Regions from separate parts of the Ovis aries genome. Here region 1 is linked to region 2. A link is a contact called in public Hi-C data. All regions are on one chromosome and are shown on one strand. Each heading gives the region's core, a stretch centred on a gene start, on an enhancer-like site or on the middle of the called end of the contact. The rest is flanking DNA. Distances are from core to core; before and after follow the strand shown. Region 1 overlaps NAV1 (neuron navigator 1). Region 2 overlaps NAV1 (neuron navigator 1).

Region 1 (4,608 bases), core at 1,953-4,452, 160 kb after region 2:
CAGAAGAGAAACACCTGAAGGACCAGAAACATCCCGACGCGGAAAGAAGCTGAGGCCAGGTCCAGGCAAAGCTGCTGTTTTTGTTTTTAATTTTTTCTAATTTTTTAGTTAACTTTTTGGAAACCGCCTTAAAATTAAGAGAAACGTTCCCAGTTCCAGGACAAAGAACTTTTCCCACCTGAGCCGTCTGAGGGTAAACTGCGGACCTGAGGCTGCCACCCGTCACCTCAGGGCTTGTTCCCTACGAGTCTGCACCTTCTACAAAACCGCCTGGCAACCCTCCCGGGCGGCAAGCCAACACTCCGGCTTCGCCACTGGGCCCTCGTATTCTCTTCGAGCTTGGTCACCGTCTGCAGGGCTCTTTGTAGTAAAAAGACCCCGTCCAGGCTCACAGACTGCATTCAGACCCCGTCTCCTTTTAAATAACTATTTAAACGCAGACACACCCCTGGGAATCTAGAACGCCTCACAGGCCTCAGATCACAGAGGGTTCTCTTCAACCACCTCGGAAGTGAAGACAAGGGCCAGGCCTGGACACCCTCGAGTGTCCCTGGGGCTTCAAGCTCCCTGGAATCGTTTGCTTCAAGAACAGAAGGTGATGTTAGTTGTGGACACGGACTCCTTCACAGAGCCCAGCCCCCCACCAGGGCCGGCCCAGGCATCAGAGGGGTTCTCCCTGCGGCCTGACCCCCCCACTGCTGCCTGTCCTCAGGGCTGAGACGGGGCCTCACCGAGCTGCCGGCAGCAGGGGGAGCGGACGGCTTGGTGTGCCTGGCACAGGGAGGAAACGCGCTTCTCCGGGGGTCCTGCTCACAGGAAGCAGCTGGGCGAGGGGGCTGAGGGGGCCCGCCCTGCACAGCTGTGGGGCCTCGCCCCCCCCAATTCAAGGCAGTGACCTAGAGCCCCCCCGAGACTTCCGGGCTGTCAGAACAGAGAGACCCCAGGGATGGGAGGCCCCCAGTGGAGCCCCGCCCCCTCCCCGAGCACCCCCTGGGCAGGCCCCGTGCACCGGGTGTTGCTTGCATTACCTCGCCGAGTCCTAACAACTTCACGGGGTGATCAACATCCCTGCTTACACGTGAGGAAACTGAGGCCCGAGGAGGTGCAACCGCACGCCCAGCGGCAGTCCTCAGGCAGCCCAAGTCCGCCCCGCCCCGCCCCGCAAGCAGCGGGCGCGTTCGGGGCCCTGCGTGTGCGCGCGGCACGGAGACCCTCCCAGGAGCTGCGGGGCACGGACGGCCGGACCCGCCCCCGCGCACATCCCAGGAGGGACAGACACAGAGCCGCTCAGGGAGGGTCAGCGCCGCAGCCTTAGGATGCGGCGGGAGCTGGTGCTGAGTCAACAGCCCAGGTCTCCCCACGAGACCTGCCAACCCGGGACAAGAAGCGCTGCCCCAGGACGTGGCCGCACCGGGGGCTCAGCGTGGAGGAGGCGAGGGGCCCGCAGCAGCCGCCCCCGCACGCCCTCCAGACCTATCGCCCCTGCTCTCTGTGGGACCGCAGTGCCTCCTCTGACGGCCCAGGGCTCATCGGCACTGTCTGCACACGCAGGCGCCCCTGACTGCCGGCTGAAGCAGGATGTACCCTGAGACCCGTCTCTGAGCCCCGCAGCGGCAGAGCAGAGTGGTGGCTGGCCCCCTGTCCCTGTGATGGAGGCCCCTCTCCCCTGAGCAGGCTACGAGCCCCGTTCACCCGTCGGTGCCCCTCTGGTGGCTCAGGTCTGGGATGCCCCACCAGAGAGCCTACAGAGAAACCCCCCTGTCCCCCCAGGGGCTGCCTCCCCACTCGTAGTGTGCGGTGCCCGTGAGCCCCCGTGGCCGGCAGCTTCCCGTGTGACCGGCAGGAAGGGAAGGGTGGGGAGGCCCGGACACTGATTTCCAAACTCCGCCCGGTTCAAGATCGTAATCAGCATCCTGGGAAGGGCAGCTGGTCACCTCCTGTCTTCCGGTGGCTGGGGGTGCGGCACTGACCACTGACGCCAGCGCCAGGTGGTCTGGGACCACGGGCAGGTGAGCGAGCTGCAGAACACCCACAGGAAGAGCGTGCAAAACACAGGAAGAGCGTGCAAAAGGGTGTGTTCAGAGCTTTGATTGAGATGGAAAACGCCTGAGCAAACGTTAAGCAAAAAGCAAAAACACAAAACGGTAGGCAGGGCATATACCTGAAGTGAGAGAGGAGCTCTCCCAGAAAGAGAAGACAGCAGCAGGGAGCTGAGAGTCCCCCCTGGGGGCAGGGAGGCTGTTCAGGTGTGCTACTGCCCATCCGGGCTCTGCCAACCGGGAGGAGAGCACTGTTAGAACTCGGGGGAAGGGCCCATGGCGAGGAGTCTTGGCACCACACGGTTGACTCCCAAGGGAAGCGGGGTCCCTGGGGGTCTGCGGTGGGCAGGGAGAGAGCCCTGGGGGACAAGTGCCTGGATGGGCGAGGGGCAGGCCGCTGGGTCGCTGGGACAACCCCCTAGGCTGCAGCGCAGCTGAAGGGCCAAGCTGGGGTGCGAAGCCGTGAGCTCTGAGCAGCATCCCTGGGCGCTCGGGGGCTGGAGGGGCCCAAGGGGAGGGTGCAGTGGGCTTCCTGGAGGCGGTGGGCCTGGCCCGGGTCTCCAGTGTGAGCCGGGTGAGGACGCAGCTGCTGGTGCTCCCTGCGGCGAGGCGAGGGTCCTCAGAGAACAGGGTGAAGCTGTCAGACCCTGGGTTTGCTGGGGGTGGGGACGGTGGCAGGGGTGGGGGGAACCCCCCCGAGCCAGGGGGCGGGGCGGGGTCAGGGCCTGTGAGAAGGACCACGAGAAGCTGAGGGTGGGAAGGCAGCGTTTCCTGCTGATCTTTCAGAGGGACGTCTGCAGGGGCCACGGGGCGCCGGTGCTGACTCTGGGCTCAGTTCGCTGAACTGGGGGCGGGGGAGGGTCTGGCGCCCTTGGTGACTGATGGCCTCACTCTCCCCACCCCGGGGCTGCGGGTCCAGCCTGACCGCGGGCACCGTGAAGGCGGGGGTGGGCACAGCCCCCATCGTGCTCGGGTCCCAGGGGCTCCGCTAGTAAAAACGATTGTGAAACGCTCTGCAAACCACAGAGCTGCTCACAAGAGAGGGATTCTTCCCCACAGAGGGGCTTCAGTTCCCGCGGGGCCCGCCTGGAGAAGGGGCCCTCCTGTTCCCCCGCGGTCTGGGCGGACGCCACGTCCCCGGGAGAGCGCGCCAGGCCCCGTGCCCGCGGCTGGCAGCCGCCCCCACACAGCACAAGGCCGCATTGTGTGTCTCCCCGGCCCGGCGCTGGGGCTGCCGAGACCCGTGAGGGTGCGGGCGCCGGGCACCACAGGGCGACGAGCTGCAGCCAGGCACCCACCGCGCCCCGGCCCCACGGCCCTGCTCACGCACCCCTCGGCCTCACTCTGAGAGGGGGACCACCACCGCCCGCCAGGGGCCAGGACCCCAAGATTCCCTGACGCTTGACACCTGTCTATGAGCATGTCCCCCGCCCCGACATGAGGGCTTTGGCAGATGTGGTCGGGTTTCGGACCAGGGATGACCCCGGGTGATCCAAGGGGACCCGATCCAGTCACACAGACCCCTCACAGCAGAGCCTCTTTCCCGGTTTCAGAGACAGAGGGCGGTGAGGGGAGGGCCCGGGGCCCTGCCGGTGCTCAGAAATGGAGGAAAGGTTCCTCAGAAGCTGCCCAGCGAGGAGCCCCTGAGAAGCACGCCCCGCCACGCAGGGCCTGAGCCTGGTGGTCCCCCAGGGCCCCGACCTACAGAGCCGGGGGCGATGGGGGTGCAGGGCGGGTGGGGAGCCACCCAGCGGGCAGGGTCAGCCCCCGGGGACGCGCCCCCCTGCCCCCGTGAGAGGTGGGGAGGGGCGGGGGCAGGGGGAGCCCTGATCTCGGCCCGGACCCGGGGAGATACCCCCAGAGCCCGTGCTCAGCCTGGCCCCGTGGGTGGGCGGCCTGCGGGGCCCCCGTGGTCCTACCCCCTAACCTCAGGCACCCCTTCAAACAGGAATCGTGCCCTCACCTTGCAGAAGAGGAAACGGAGGCTCAGAGAAGTCGGGAAGGGGGTGGTTTAGGCCCAGAGCACATGCCCCAGGCATCCGATTCCACCAGCCTCAGGTGTGCGGGTCCAGGGGTCACCCCGCTACACCCTCGCACCTGCGGGATCTGCTGGGGTCCTTCGACCCCAGGCTGCGCCTTTGTGCCCACCCCCGCCCAGCCCGGCTGCCCCAGGAAACCACACCGGGCAGAGGCCTCTCGTGGGGTGAGCTGGCAGCCCTCTGCCATCCGAGCTTCTCCGTGGGGTTCCTCCGGGTCACATTTCCTGCCTGTTTCCTCAAGAGCAAGCCCAGGGCAGCTCCCCTGTGCTGCCCTCTGCCCAGCCTGTCACCTCTGAACAGGGTGGCCACTCCCCACGGGTCAGGGCAGCTGAGTCGAGGGCCCAGGCGGCCCGTCCCGGCAAACACTGCTCATGAGGCCCACGCGCCACCTCCCTGACCGCCCAGCACCCGCGCAGCCTTCACCCGTTTTTCAGAAAAGGAGGCCGACGCGACAGAGCCTACGGGCTGCGGTCACCAGGCACAGGGGTCCAGGGTCCAGACGACGGTCAGGGCCCCAGAGCCCACCTCCT
Region 2 (4,720 bases), core at 1,995-4,494:
GACGTGGAGAAGCTGCTGCAAAGGCTGCGCGGGAGCGCTGGGGTTTGGGGCACAATGGGGAGCTGGCGCCCTTCACAGGGCCTGTGGGGCACAGGTAAGGGGCAGCGGAGTCCAAGCAGAGGTGCCGGGCGACCAGACGTTAATGCAGCTGCCTCTGGCTGTGCGGGTCTTCACCGCTGCCTCCCGGCTCCCTCCACCTGCACCGGCTCCCTCCACCTGCACCGAGCTGCGCCGGGCGGGGCCACTCTCCTGCCGCAGAGGCTCCTCCCCGCAGGGGTGTCCCTCGTTGCGGAGCAGTGGCTCAGTTGCCCTGAGGCTTGCGGGGTCTTTCCGGGCCTGGGATGGGGCCCATGCCCCCCGCGTTGGCACGTGGATTCTTAACCACTGAACCACCTCGGAAGTCCGAGGACTGGATTTGTAAAGCCTTATTTTGAAATCGTTACAGATTCACAGGAAACTGGGGACAAACGGGCAGGGAGGCCCTGCGCACCGCGGCCCGGTGAGCTTCTACTGCAAAGGCCAGAGAGCAAACGTTCCAGGCTCTGGGGTCATTTGAGCTTTTACAACCGCTCAGCAGTGCCACGTGGCATTAGAACAGCCACAGATGATATGTACATTAGTGAGCACGGCTGTGTGCCAGTAAAGCTTTATCTGAAAGCAGGTGGTGAGCCAGATGAGCTATGGTCTGCCAACCCCTGGCTTGCATTTTCCTCCAGAACACGCGTTGCTTTTGTGATCAATTTAATTTACAATCAGTCAATCATGAAATAAAATGGAAGGCAGCAAAGCAACTGTTCACTGTGACGCCTGGAGACCTAGCTAGTTGTGAGGCTGCCAATTAGGATTTTAAAGCACGCTATACAGTACTTTCAAGAGCAAAGGACGTGCTTCAGAGTCAGTCTTCAAAGGCAAAGCTAGGAGGTCTCTCGCGCCTTTGAGCTTCTGCGCCGTGCGCATGTGCTCTCTGCCTACAAACCACATGGAGTCAGGCGCCACTGCTTTAAGCGTTTTCTCTTTGAAGGCTCCTGGAAATCCTGGCCGAGCGGGACCTGGGTCACCAAGAAGGAGGAGGACCACACGAAAGCTAAAGGCAGGGTGCACGTATCCATCCCTCACAAACGTATCTGAGGAGTCAGGCTACTTGGAGAACTAGGCTCAGCGCCCCAACCTGTCGCTGAGGAGCCGTGTTCAAGCAAGTCTCCTGCCTTCTCGGGTCTTACTCTGAACTACAGAGCGCACTTTGCAGGGCTGCTGTCTGGACTAGATGAGCCAATGTAAGCACAGCGATCAGAGCGGGGCCTGGCGTCCTGCAGACGCTCCTAAAGGCTGGCTGTGTCTGTGGCCAAGCTGGGCAGAGGAGACAGGAGAAACGGTGGGAGGCATGGACACCGCTCCTCCTGCTGACGGCCGAACACGTTCTCTTTCCCTCTCACTTGCTTTTCTGAAATGTTTCAAACTCACAGAATCACTTAAAACTAAGGCTGACCTCTCCGTTGAGCGCTGAGAACCACGTGATCTCCGTCTCACTCGAAGGGTAGCTTCTTTCCCCTCAGAGAACCGAACTGAGTGCCAAAGGCGGTCACACACACGTCTGTGCACGCACACACGCTGTCAAGGGAAAGCGCTAGCTCTTCAGAGCAGCTTCAGGTTCCCAGCAAGACTGAGAGGGTGCAGAGTTGCCCTACCTCCTGCCCCCACGTGCAGGGACACCCGATGGGCACCCCCACCGCATGCTGCGTCTTCTGCAGACGCCGCCGCCGCCCTGGCGTCTCAGCAGCACTCAGAGCCCACAGCCTACACTGGGGGCCACTCAGCGCCACCTTCTGGGGGTTCAGACAGATGGACAAGGACCTGCGCCCCCGTCCCCACGTCCTCCAGAGTGCCGTCACGGCCCTACGGATGCTGCGCCCTGGCCTGGGCACCCCCACCCCCTGCCCCACCCTTTCACTGCCCGAGTCTCGTCTCTCCCACAACGCCCTGCAGTCGGCATCACAGAACACGCAGCCTTTCCCGACGGGCTCTGTCACTGAGTAACGGACGTTTCCTCCGTCGCTGTCACCGTGCGGCTAGAGCACTCAGTGCTGAGCGACAGCTCATCGTCTGGCCACAGCACCGTTTATCCATACGTTTGTCCATGCAGGACAGCTGGGTTGCTCCTGAGTTTTGGCGACTGTGAAAGAAGCTGCCGTAAACACCCACATCTAGCTTTTTGTGGGGATGTGATATTTCTGCTCCTTTGGGGAAATTCCAAGGAGAGTGACTGCTGGGCTGCACAGCAGGGGTATCTGGAGTTTGAAACTTGAAGTGCTATTTCAACAACTGTCTGTGGCAGTCATCTGGGGTCCAGGGAGAGGAGCCCTGGTCTCCCTGAGTCCCTCGGGTGGTGGGGCCATGTCCCCGCCACTCCTCACTGTCAGGACCCTCACCTTCTGGAAGTTGCCGGCACATTCTGGAGACAGAGAAGCCCTGCAGTGACCCTCCTTCTGGCCCGGTCCCACCTCTGGCCAGAGGGCCTACCTTTGGGCGTGGCCTCTGAGGCACTGAGGGCCCCTTGAATGACAGCCTGCGCCTCAGAGTTCTTCTTCTTCAGGAAGTCGATGGTTTCCCGTAAGTCCAGCAGCTCAGTGTCCTAGGGAGGAACAGGAGAGGTGTCAGGTGGGCTGGGGCTCCTGCTCTGCGGGCTGGGCCCGCGCTCTGCAGGCCTGACAGGGAGGGCAGGACGGGTGCGCGCTGGGGCTGGGGAGGCCTCACCTTCTCCTCGGCGGTCTCGGCCAGGTGCCGCAGGCGGCAGGTCATGCTCACCAGGCTCTGCTCAAAGGCCGCCACCAGGTTGGCCTGAAACAGATGGGCACGGGACGCCTCAGGTGCCGGGGCATGGGGGGCGGCTTGGCTGACTCTGGGGGTCTCAGGGAGGACCAGTGCCAACCAGCCTCCTGGCAGCCCTTAAACCTTGCTTCCCACTCTGGCCTGAAGACATGCTTTGGGGCACAGGCATCATCACGGTCCGGCAGGTCTCTGGAGGCGTCTAGAGGCCTGGCTGTTCCCACCCCCGGGGAGGCGTCCCCTCTGGGGCCCTGGCTCTGCCCAGCGTCACTCCTCGCCGAGCCCGCCACCCCCCAGAACGGCCTGGACCCAGGCGCCCCGGGGCCTCTGCTCCAGTTCTCCCGCTTTCCTCCGACAGATCCAGCTCAAGGCCCTCGGGGCAATTCCGCGTCTGGCCGCTAGGTGTCAGGCCTGCTCCACAGGAGCGAGGGGTCCCCAAGAGGACTGCAGGGCGGGGAGGGGTGAGGGGCCCACAAGGCAGAGAGGAGGGGGTCAGGCCGGGAGGGCAGAGCTCCAGCTCTGCCAGCTGGGGGGCTCGGGAAGTGGGAGCTCACAGAGGAGAGGGCCAGCCTTGGGGGGCGTCTAAGCCAACTGCGATGGGGAGGGGGCTGGGGGTGGGCGGGGGATGCCCCTCGAAGAGCTCTGAGGCCTGCAACCCCTGCTTCCTATCGACCCCTGCTCCCTGTCGCCCGGCGTCTGCCTCCCTGGGAGTCAACCCTAGGGTTCGCCCCTGCCCTCGAGGAGTCTGGAGGCCTCTCGGATCCAGGGAGCAGTGCCCCTGTGTGCTGGACTCCTGCCTTCCCGGCCCCGGGGCCCCTCTTGCTTGGTGTCTTCCTTCCCACCCATCTGTGGACACGGGTCCCCTCATGAGAGGCCTTCAGACCCTGGCTCCTGGGGCCCACCCCAGCCTCTTTGGTCTTGGGCTCCCTCTCCTTGGGGGGTGCTGCCGCCCGCCTCCCCATCATCCCCGCCCACTAGGTGGTCCAGAGTGGCCAGAGCTCAGCTGGGAACCCAGAGAAAGGCTGGTGAGAGGCAGGGCAGGGTGTCCAGGCTGCCCAGCGTGGGTAGCTGGGGAGGCCCAGGAACAGGGCCCAGGGTCTGAAATCGGGACCGAGGGCCTTCCAGAGCGCTGGGGTCGGGGCTCGCACTGAGGGCAGGGCTCCGACCCTCGGGGCCAGGCTGCCTCTGATCCCCAGGAGAGGTGGCTCTCAGCCAGGGGCACGTCCTGCTCTCAGAGTCGCCCTCCAAGTCCACTGTCCGGACCCAGCTCGCCCCCCGCCCCGGAGAGTGAGGCACTGGTGGGGTGCAGGGTCAACGGGTCAGACGCGCTCCTACTCTCTGCCCCTGGGGACCCCAGACAGGGACTCCCCGGGTCTGCGGTGTGATGGCCTTGGTGGGCGTGGGGCGCAGGCCAAGTAGAAAGACGGGTCTTGTTTCTCTCTCTATTCTGTGTCCCAGCTGTGGGGAAAAGCCTGCCACGGGCTGCAGACAAGCTGGTGAGCAAACACTGACCACTGGGAGCCTGGGGAAGGGAAGAAACGGAGCCGGGGTGCGGGCAGGATGCGGCCGCCGGGACGTGCTGGGGACGCCCAGACTCGCGGCGCAGTCTCGGCTCCATGGGAGACCAAGGCCGGACAGCTGGGCTCCCCCGGGAGGAAGGGGAGAGAGGAAACCAGCGGAAACTGCAGACACGGCCGCTCTGTGCAAATACTTGGAAGGCTCCGGAGACCCGGCTCAGCTGTTGTTTACAGCTTTTGGGGAAAATGGCTCTTATGTCTTCTGTTTGCAGCTTGGCCGCTGGGGAGACGCTGCCGCGGCCTTGCTCGGGGCAGCTGTTTCTCCCCATCGTGCGGGGTGGAGAAACCGAGGCCACGAGAGACGGTCTAAATGGGCCGAC

The links. A called contact is a pair of places that touch in the nucleus more often than the background predicts.
Region 1: a contact with region 2 is called in a Hi-C map of hypothalamus, with 4 times the contacts expected there. The contact joins two enhancer-like sites. A contact is called at or near these places in 7 of 16 Hi-C or Micro-C datasets (blood, hypothalamus, liver and 2 more).

Annotation. Positions count from the first base shown.
Region 1 is chr12:80,189,554-80,194,161 of ARS-UI_Ramb_v3.0, forward strand. All of the region lies in intron 1 of NAV1 (neuron navigator 1), which reads right to left. Among named protein-coding and RNA genes, the nearest start is that of NAV1, 20 kb to the right of the region's middle. Within about 2 kb of position 3,203, at least 10 of the 54 cell types and tissues checked have an H3K27ac peak or open chromatin away from gene starts, as enhancers often do. A contact at or near this core is called in hypothalamus, where this site is marked.
Region 2 is chr12:80,033,862-80,038,581 of ARS-UI_Ramb_v3.0, forward strand. NAV1 (neuron navigator 1) reads right to left here. Exons shown (of 33, transcript XM_042229499.2): 18 at 2,752-2,835; 19 at 2,518-2,629. Among named protein-coding and RNA genes, the nearest start is that of IPO9, 21 kb to the left of the region's middle. Within about 2 kb of position 3,245, at least 14 of the 54 cell types and tissues checked have an H3K27ac peak or open chromatin away from gene starts, as enhancers often do. A contact at or near this core is called in hypothalamus, where this site is marked.